2 separate regions of the Hordeum vulgare genome follow, and region 1 is linked to region 2. Evidence: chromatin contacts called from public Hi-C data. All regions are on one chromosome and are shown on one strand. Each heading gives the region's core, a stretch centred on a gene start, on an enhancer-like site or on the middle of the called end of the contact. The rest is flanking DNA. Distances are from core to core; before and after follow the strand shown.

What was found. A called contact is a pair of places that touch in the nucleus more often than the background predicts.
Region 1: a contact with region 2 is called in a Hi-C map of leaf, with 6 times the contacts expected there. The contact joins the promoter of LOC123447721 here to the promoter of LOC123447720 in region 2. A contact is called at or near these places in 2 of 6 Hi-C or Micro-C datasets (both in leaf) and 1 of 1 datasets of contacts at active chromatin or transcription factors (embryo).

What each region holds. Positions count from the first base shown.
Region 1 is chr4H:31,927,350-31,931,042 of MorexV3_pseudomolecules_assembly, forward strand. LOC123447721 (probable WRKY transcription factor 74) reads left to right here and starts at 1,593. Exons shown (of 4, transcript XM_045124359.1): 1 at 1,593-1,758; 2 at 2,193-2,997; 3 at 3,085-3,210. The coding sequence starts at 2,246.
Region 2 is chr4H:31,502,991-31,506,224 of MorexV3_pseudomolecules_assembly, forward strand. It overlaps LOC123447720 (serine hydroxymethyltransferase 1, mitochondrial), which reads left to right and starts at 1,276. Exons shown (of 16, transcript XM_045124355.1): 1 at 1,276-1,425; 2 at 1,557-1,595; 3 at 1,700-1,786; 4 at 1,889-2,010; 5 at 2,144-2,220; 6 at 2,935-3,059. The coding sequence starts at 1,348.

The DNA.
Region 1 (3,693 bases), core at 343-2,842, 420 kb after region 2:
CCAAAATGATTTTATTGGAGGGAGAGAATATCCGTGGAAAACCAAATTGTCGCTGAAACCATGTTTGAGTTTTCAAAGTTGTAGAACAATACGGTGAGTACAGTCTGACCCTTTAAATGAACCCTCATATATCCGCGGACGCGCCTCGTCAGAACCGAATTCCTCATATCGTTTCTATATGTTCGAGTTGTACGTCAGCACTCATATCCATCTCAAATATGAGGAGGTTATGAGGCTCACGGATGTGTCCGATCATTCCGTCACATAGGATGCGGCCCCACTCCGAACCACATTTTTCTTTAATTTATCTATACTTTTTTCTCTCTCGCTTCCTCTTCATCAATTACGTGCAAGTGATCGGACATATGAGTAAGAAAATAAAAAATATGATTACGCGGACGGGTAAATAAAGAACAAGCCCGGTCACTAGACGAACGTGTCCATAAACATTTAAGGGCTGGATTTACAAGGTCCGACTGTAATGCTCTCGGAAGACCTATTTGCATGTGAAGTTCCAAGTTCAGGACACTATGAAGGAAAACTAGCAATTGACTGTTTAGCACTATTCGTTGCCGTTTTCCCCCTTTTCACCTCTTAAATTTCATTTACGAAGTACTACCTTCGTAAAGAAATACAAAAACGTTTAGATCACTACTTTACGAAGGAATTATATAATATGTAAAAGATTAGCAATTTGCTGTTCAGCACTAATCATTGTCGATTTTTTCTTTTGTTCACCTTGTAAACGAATTATATTTGTGCTTGAAACTATACACGGAGGGAATCTACATATTAAAACCGGAAGTGTCTTGAAGCAGATGTTGCGAAGCACTCTCAACATATTAGGTTTGTATAAATTCAAACCTTAAATACTTTCGATAAATTTGTAGAAAAATGTATTAACATATACACCCATCAAATCAATACCATTAAACTCATCATCGCATGCATTTTTCACATCATATAAATGTGTCACTGTAAATTGTTATATTGTCTTTTATAACCTTGGTCGGATTTTAGAAAGGTTTACGTCACTCAAAGCTAGTAACATGCAGAGTAAATAAGAACGAAGGGAGTACGCCAAGCTCCAAATTTTGACATATTCGTGAATCGCCACCACTTCTTTTCCCAAGTAAGTAACAGATGGCGATGTAAAATCTCCCTCCCACAATAAAAAAGGAGCCCGTCTTCATGTGAGTTAGGTAAATAATAATAAAGTTTCTCCCACCCTTGTCCGAATCCGGCACATTAAAGTATGGCACGAACGAATTGTCCGCATCTCATGTGTGCCCCCCGCCCGACCTTTCCCACCATGTGACCCGAGGAGGAGCAATGGTCAACAATGAATCACACCACACCACACTGACTGACCCATGTCCCTCCCTCCCTCCTTTGACGTTTTGACCCACCCCATCACCCCATCCCCATCCCCATCCCATCTCGCCACTAAACTAATCCACAACCCCTTCCCAAACACATCCCCGTCCGTCCATCGCCGCTCGGACGGCCCGGATCCGTCCAGGCGGCGACGCATTTTCCACGGCGCGAGGGGCCCGGCCCGCAATATTATACGGGCCGGCGGCCCTCGGCTGCAAGAGAAACAAACGACGACGGAGAATTACTCCCCGGTCTCCCCTTGGCTCCTTCCTTCACACCTTCCGCTAAACCGGTCGCCGCTGGTGCGTGGGGGGCCGATCGTCGTCCGTCGTCCGTCGCTTCCGAGCCCGTGGCCCCGGGTTCATCGCGCGCCGCCCCGAGGTGAGTCGCGGCGTCCCTGCTGCTGCTCCGCAGCCGCCTCGCCTCGTGCCGCGCGGCTCGCTTGCGCGGGCGGGCGGTTCTTTCTTGCGGGAATCTTGGGAGGGGGGGTGCGGTGGTGGTGGTGGGGTTGTTGTTGTTGCCCCCCGTTTGATGCGCCCGCACGCAACAAATCGCTCGCTTCTCGCCGCCGCGGGCTCGTCCTCCACGCCCGTCTTCCTCTCTCTCTCTCTCGGTGCCCGCTGCTGCCGCCTCTCGGGGTTCCGCCTGAGTCCTAGGCCTCCGCCGTGATCCGGCCCGGGACCGCTTTCTTGGCCGGCCATCGGCCTGTTGCTATCGTGACGGCCGATGCGTGGCCGCGCGAGTGACGCGGAGTGGCCATGGTGAGCTTTTCTTGAGATCTGAGCGAGTTTTCTCTCCCATTTCCTGCTCTTCAGATCTGCCGCGGCGGGAGCTGCCGAGTAACCGACGTGCCGGTGAGCTTCTCGAAATGGAGGAAGTGGAGGAGGCCAACAGGATGGCCGTGGAGAGCTGCCACAGAGTGCTCGGCTTGCTCACCCAGACCCAGGGCCCGGAGCAGCTCCGGAGCATAGCTCTCGGGACGGACGAAGCCTGTGCCAAGTTCAGGAAGGTGGTCTCCCTCCTCGGCAACGAGCCCTCCGGAGGAACCACCCATCCTAGAGCCAAGGTTGTCAGCAGGAGGCAGACCCCCGGGTTCCTCAGCCAGAAGGGCTTCTTGGACAACAACACCCCGGTGGTGGTGTTGAACAGCGCACACCCTTCCACCAGCTCCGCGCAGGTGTATCCTAGAAACAGCATTTTGGATTCGCAGCCCGCGCACCCAATCGGAGGGCCTCCCAAGCTGGTCCAGCCATTGTCCGCGCATTTCCAGTTTGGCGATTCGTCGCGGTATAATCAGTTCCAGCACCAGCACCAGCAGCAGCAGCAGAAGATGCGGGCCGAGATGTTCAAGAGAAGCAACAGCGGGATCAACTTGAAGTTTGACAGCCCCAGTGGCACGGGCACAATGTCGTCGGCGAGGTCCTTCATGTCGTCTTTGAGCATGGATGGCAGCGTGGCCAGCCTGGATGCCAAGTCTTCCTCGTTTCATTTGATCGGCGGGCCTGCTATGAGCGACCCGGTGAACGCGCAGCAGGCTCCAAGGAGGCGGTGCTCTGGGCGTGGGGAGGATGGAAATGGCAAGTGTGCTGCAACTGGCAGGTGCCATTGTTCAAAGAGAAGGTAGTAAATCTGACATATTTGGTGTTTCTGACTCTTTTTGTTCAAGATAGGACACCATGATTAATTATCTCTATCCTATTTCAGCAGGAAGTTGCGGGTGAAGAGGACGATTAAAGTTCCCGCAATTAGTAACAAAATTGCTGATATACCTCCAGATGAATACTCATGGAGGAAGTATGGGCAGAAGCCAATTAAGGGTTCCCCTCACCCCAGGTATACTTTTTATAGTGGATTTTTTTATAGTTGTGTAAATAAAAAAAAGTGCAGAACTGCTCATCTGATACTTTGTAGGGTAAATTTTATTTTGCTACGATTTTCTTTACTATATTATACATTTATAGAAAGTAGTCGTGATGATGCTATAATCACCATAATGCATCAACTTTGTTGGTAAAGGTGTGATGACTTACATGCTACTATTATAGAATGCACAACTGCATACAAACCATGAGCTTACTCAAGTGCCTTGTGATAACTAATGTGTCAATGATAATCAGAACACACTTTATCCAAGGAATGTGTTTTCTTGGGTGCTGTACATGTTTGTTTTCTATCCAATACGTGATTCGGTATCCATGAGGTGTCGATGCCTTAATTGCTACAACATTAAATAATCACTTCGTGGATGATGACATTCTTTCTTTTCTATGCCACTTTCGGAAAAAATATGTCAATCATGAGCCTTAAAGCAACCAC
Region 2 (3,234 bases), core at 26-2,525:
CATGCTAGTAATGTGAACGTATCCATCATCCCCCAATGAGATCCTTGCAGTAACTTATGTCCACTCTTGTTGGTTTCTGTTTTTTTTCTTTTTTCTTTTTTGTGCAGGTGCAGATTGATTGGAAATCCAAAGGATAGCCTTGCAAAGTGACACGTTACTGGTTAGTTCGTGACAGGAGGAAAAAAAGGAAATTGTCTGCTTATCATCATCAATCAATTCCCGTTCTCTTATTTCATTGTTATTATTTGAGTCGGAGATTGATCGCTTTATCTACATCCGAGTACGAACGCTTGGCTTGTGGTCATGGAAAGATAGGGCTCGGGTGGCCTGTATGCACGTAGGCAATGCAGCAACACTCTGGCCATGTCCTCTCCATATATATTTTTCTTCTTCTGGCATTGCTGTTAATTCATGCAGTTATTTTTTCTGATGCCCAGGCATGCACCTAGTAAATATCTATTTAGTTGTGTCTGGTATATATTTTTAATTTCTAATATGTTTTCTTTTCACGTGAAAACATAATCAGTTGCTGTGACCGATAAACACATTTCCGTTGTTTCCTTCATGTCTTTTAGTTTTTGAAAGAAATGCGGTGTCGCTTTCCTGGTGTTAGGTGATGGATGCCAAAGTTGTGGGATATATAACATGGCAGCTTGAGTGGCCCGAGCTGCTGCTTCCTTTGCTATTTGGTGTCCTGCTTTCTGATTAGTGGTAGTTAAGTAACCACATGGGCTAGTTTTTATACAAGTAAATCCTCTGCGCCTCTAGGATCAGGATCGTTGTTTGTTTCGGCTTATTTTTCTCTGTGAAGAATCTTGTCTGCTCCGGTTGGTGGTGATGGGGATACTTTGAGCTAACCCTCCCATAAACTAGTTAGAGTGAAATGTAGGGACGCCTGACATGTGGGACCTGCATCCTTAACCCTGTACCAGCATCTGAATACCCCATATTCGAATCTAGCCTGCTTGGAACCATGAGTTTTTCATTGTCGTTTTTGCTAGTAAAGGCTAAGTTCCAACGGTAACTAGATAAATTATCCTCTTGCTAAAAGGGAAAAGGAAAAATTAAGAGCATCCAGCTAGTAAATGCAATTCCCAATGGTATCCAGATAAATTCATGTTGAATTGAAATCCCTAAAAGAAAAAAAATCTCCCATATCCATTCCAATTTCTGAAAAGGAAAAAAATGAGGGGTTGGTGAGGGCGATGCGTCTGGTGGATGCTGATCACTCAGCCCACATCTGCTGCCTCCAGTTAAAATAAAGGACGCCATGCGATCCACTACCTCCCAAACCCGACACTCCAACCCCTACCCAGAGGAGGAGGCCGCCCACCACCACCACCCACCATGGCCATGGCGACGGCGCTCCGCAAGCTCTCCGCCCGCGGCCAGCCCCTCTCCCGCCTCACGCCGCTCTACTCCATGGTACGCCACGCCACGCCGCCCTCCCCTCTTCTCCTTTCCTTCTTCTTCTCATAAATCGTCTTTGGCGGTTCCGAAACAATCATGGCCCGGCGTGTGTTCATCCATTTCCCTTGTTTGATTTGTCTTCGCAGGCGTCCCTGCCGGCGACGGAGGAGAGATCCGCAGTCACCGTATGTCCGATGCGCCCGCCCATTGCTCCCTGTCCGTTTGTTTGTCTGTTTGTCTGTTGCCCCGTGCTTACCTTCTTCCCCTCCCCTCCCCGCGTCGAGCGCAGTGGCCGAAGCAGCTCAACGCGCCGCTGGAGGAGGTCGACCCGGAGATCGCCGACATCATCGAGCTCGAGAAGGCCCGCCAATGGAAGGTCTCTGCCGCCGCCTTCACCAACCAGCAACCGCCGCTACCAAATGATTGGTTGCTATCGTGCTCGGTGCTGAATCGCGTCGGCCTGTCTGGTGGTTTGCAGGGGCTGGAGCTCATCCCGTCGGAGAACTTCACCTCCCTGTCGGTGATGCAGGCCGTGGGATCCGTCATGACGAACAAGTACAGCGAGGGGTACCCCGGCGCCAGATACTACGGTGGAAACGAGTACGGCCCTGTTCCTTCTCTTCTCTGTATTTATTTACATTTGAAAAAAAATATATGCTTGGAGCAGGAATTAAATGGATGTGGGGGGTCAGTGATGTGAACCGGTGCCTGTTTTGGCTTTGCTTGCCCGCAGATACATTGATATGGCCGAGACGCTGTGCCAGAAACGTGCTTTGGAGGCCTTCAATTTGGACCCGGAGAAGTGGGGAGGTAAGATCTTGATGATGGTTTGTTATTAATTTCGTTTTTAGCTTCTCTTGTGTCCGGTAGAACTAATGACGCTGCAGGATGTTTTCCTATAAATTATATCCTTTATGTGGACATAGAGTCATTAGTCTTTTTTTTTCTCTACTGCTTTTGGTGATGCAAATGAGAGAGCAGAATGAAAATAAATAAGATGATCTGATTTGAGCCAATATTATTATGTTCCATCGTTGGCAAAATTTTACTTGATGGGAAATAGGGTAATCTTCTAAAGTAGTAATATCCTAAAGTTAATGGGTTAAGTCCAAGTATTCTATAAATTCTATTCTTTATGTGGACCTGGAGCCAATAGCCTTTTTAATTCTAGTGCTTTGGATGGCGCAAATGAGACAGCAGAATGGGAAAAAGGTGATCTGATTTGAGCCAATCTTGTGTTCTCCATAGTTGACAAAGTTTCCAGGGTACTTGATGGGAAATAGAGCAATCTAAAGTAGTCAAGTTGCTTAAGAGATTTCTGTTTTGAATATGTGCATCACACCATTTACAAGCCAAAATATATTAGTCAATTCCAAAGCCTACATATGGTACACACCTGGGATTAGACACTTCTGCTATATTTTTAATGTTTTGCGTTGCTAACCGCTATGATCTTGGTGTGATAATTGTCCTTCCACCAAGTTGGTGGCCAGTTACCTGCATGACCAATTACTGCCTCTGCAGTGAATGTGCAACCTCTGTCGGGTTCACCTGCCAACTTCCATGTATACACTGCTCTGCTGAAGCCACATGACAGAATTATGGCCCTGGATCTTCCTCACGGTGGACATCTTTCCCATGGTTACCAGGTACATCTATCTGCTTCTTTATTATCAAGCTATTGTTTTTTTATTTCTCTGGTGGGATGCAAGCATGATCAGCCAATGCTTGCTTGTTGCCATCTTTCTGTGTAGTTTGCTGTTTCTTTTGTTTTTTTATGTCTAGTAGTATTAGATAAGCACTTCATACTGTAATGTAAAATAC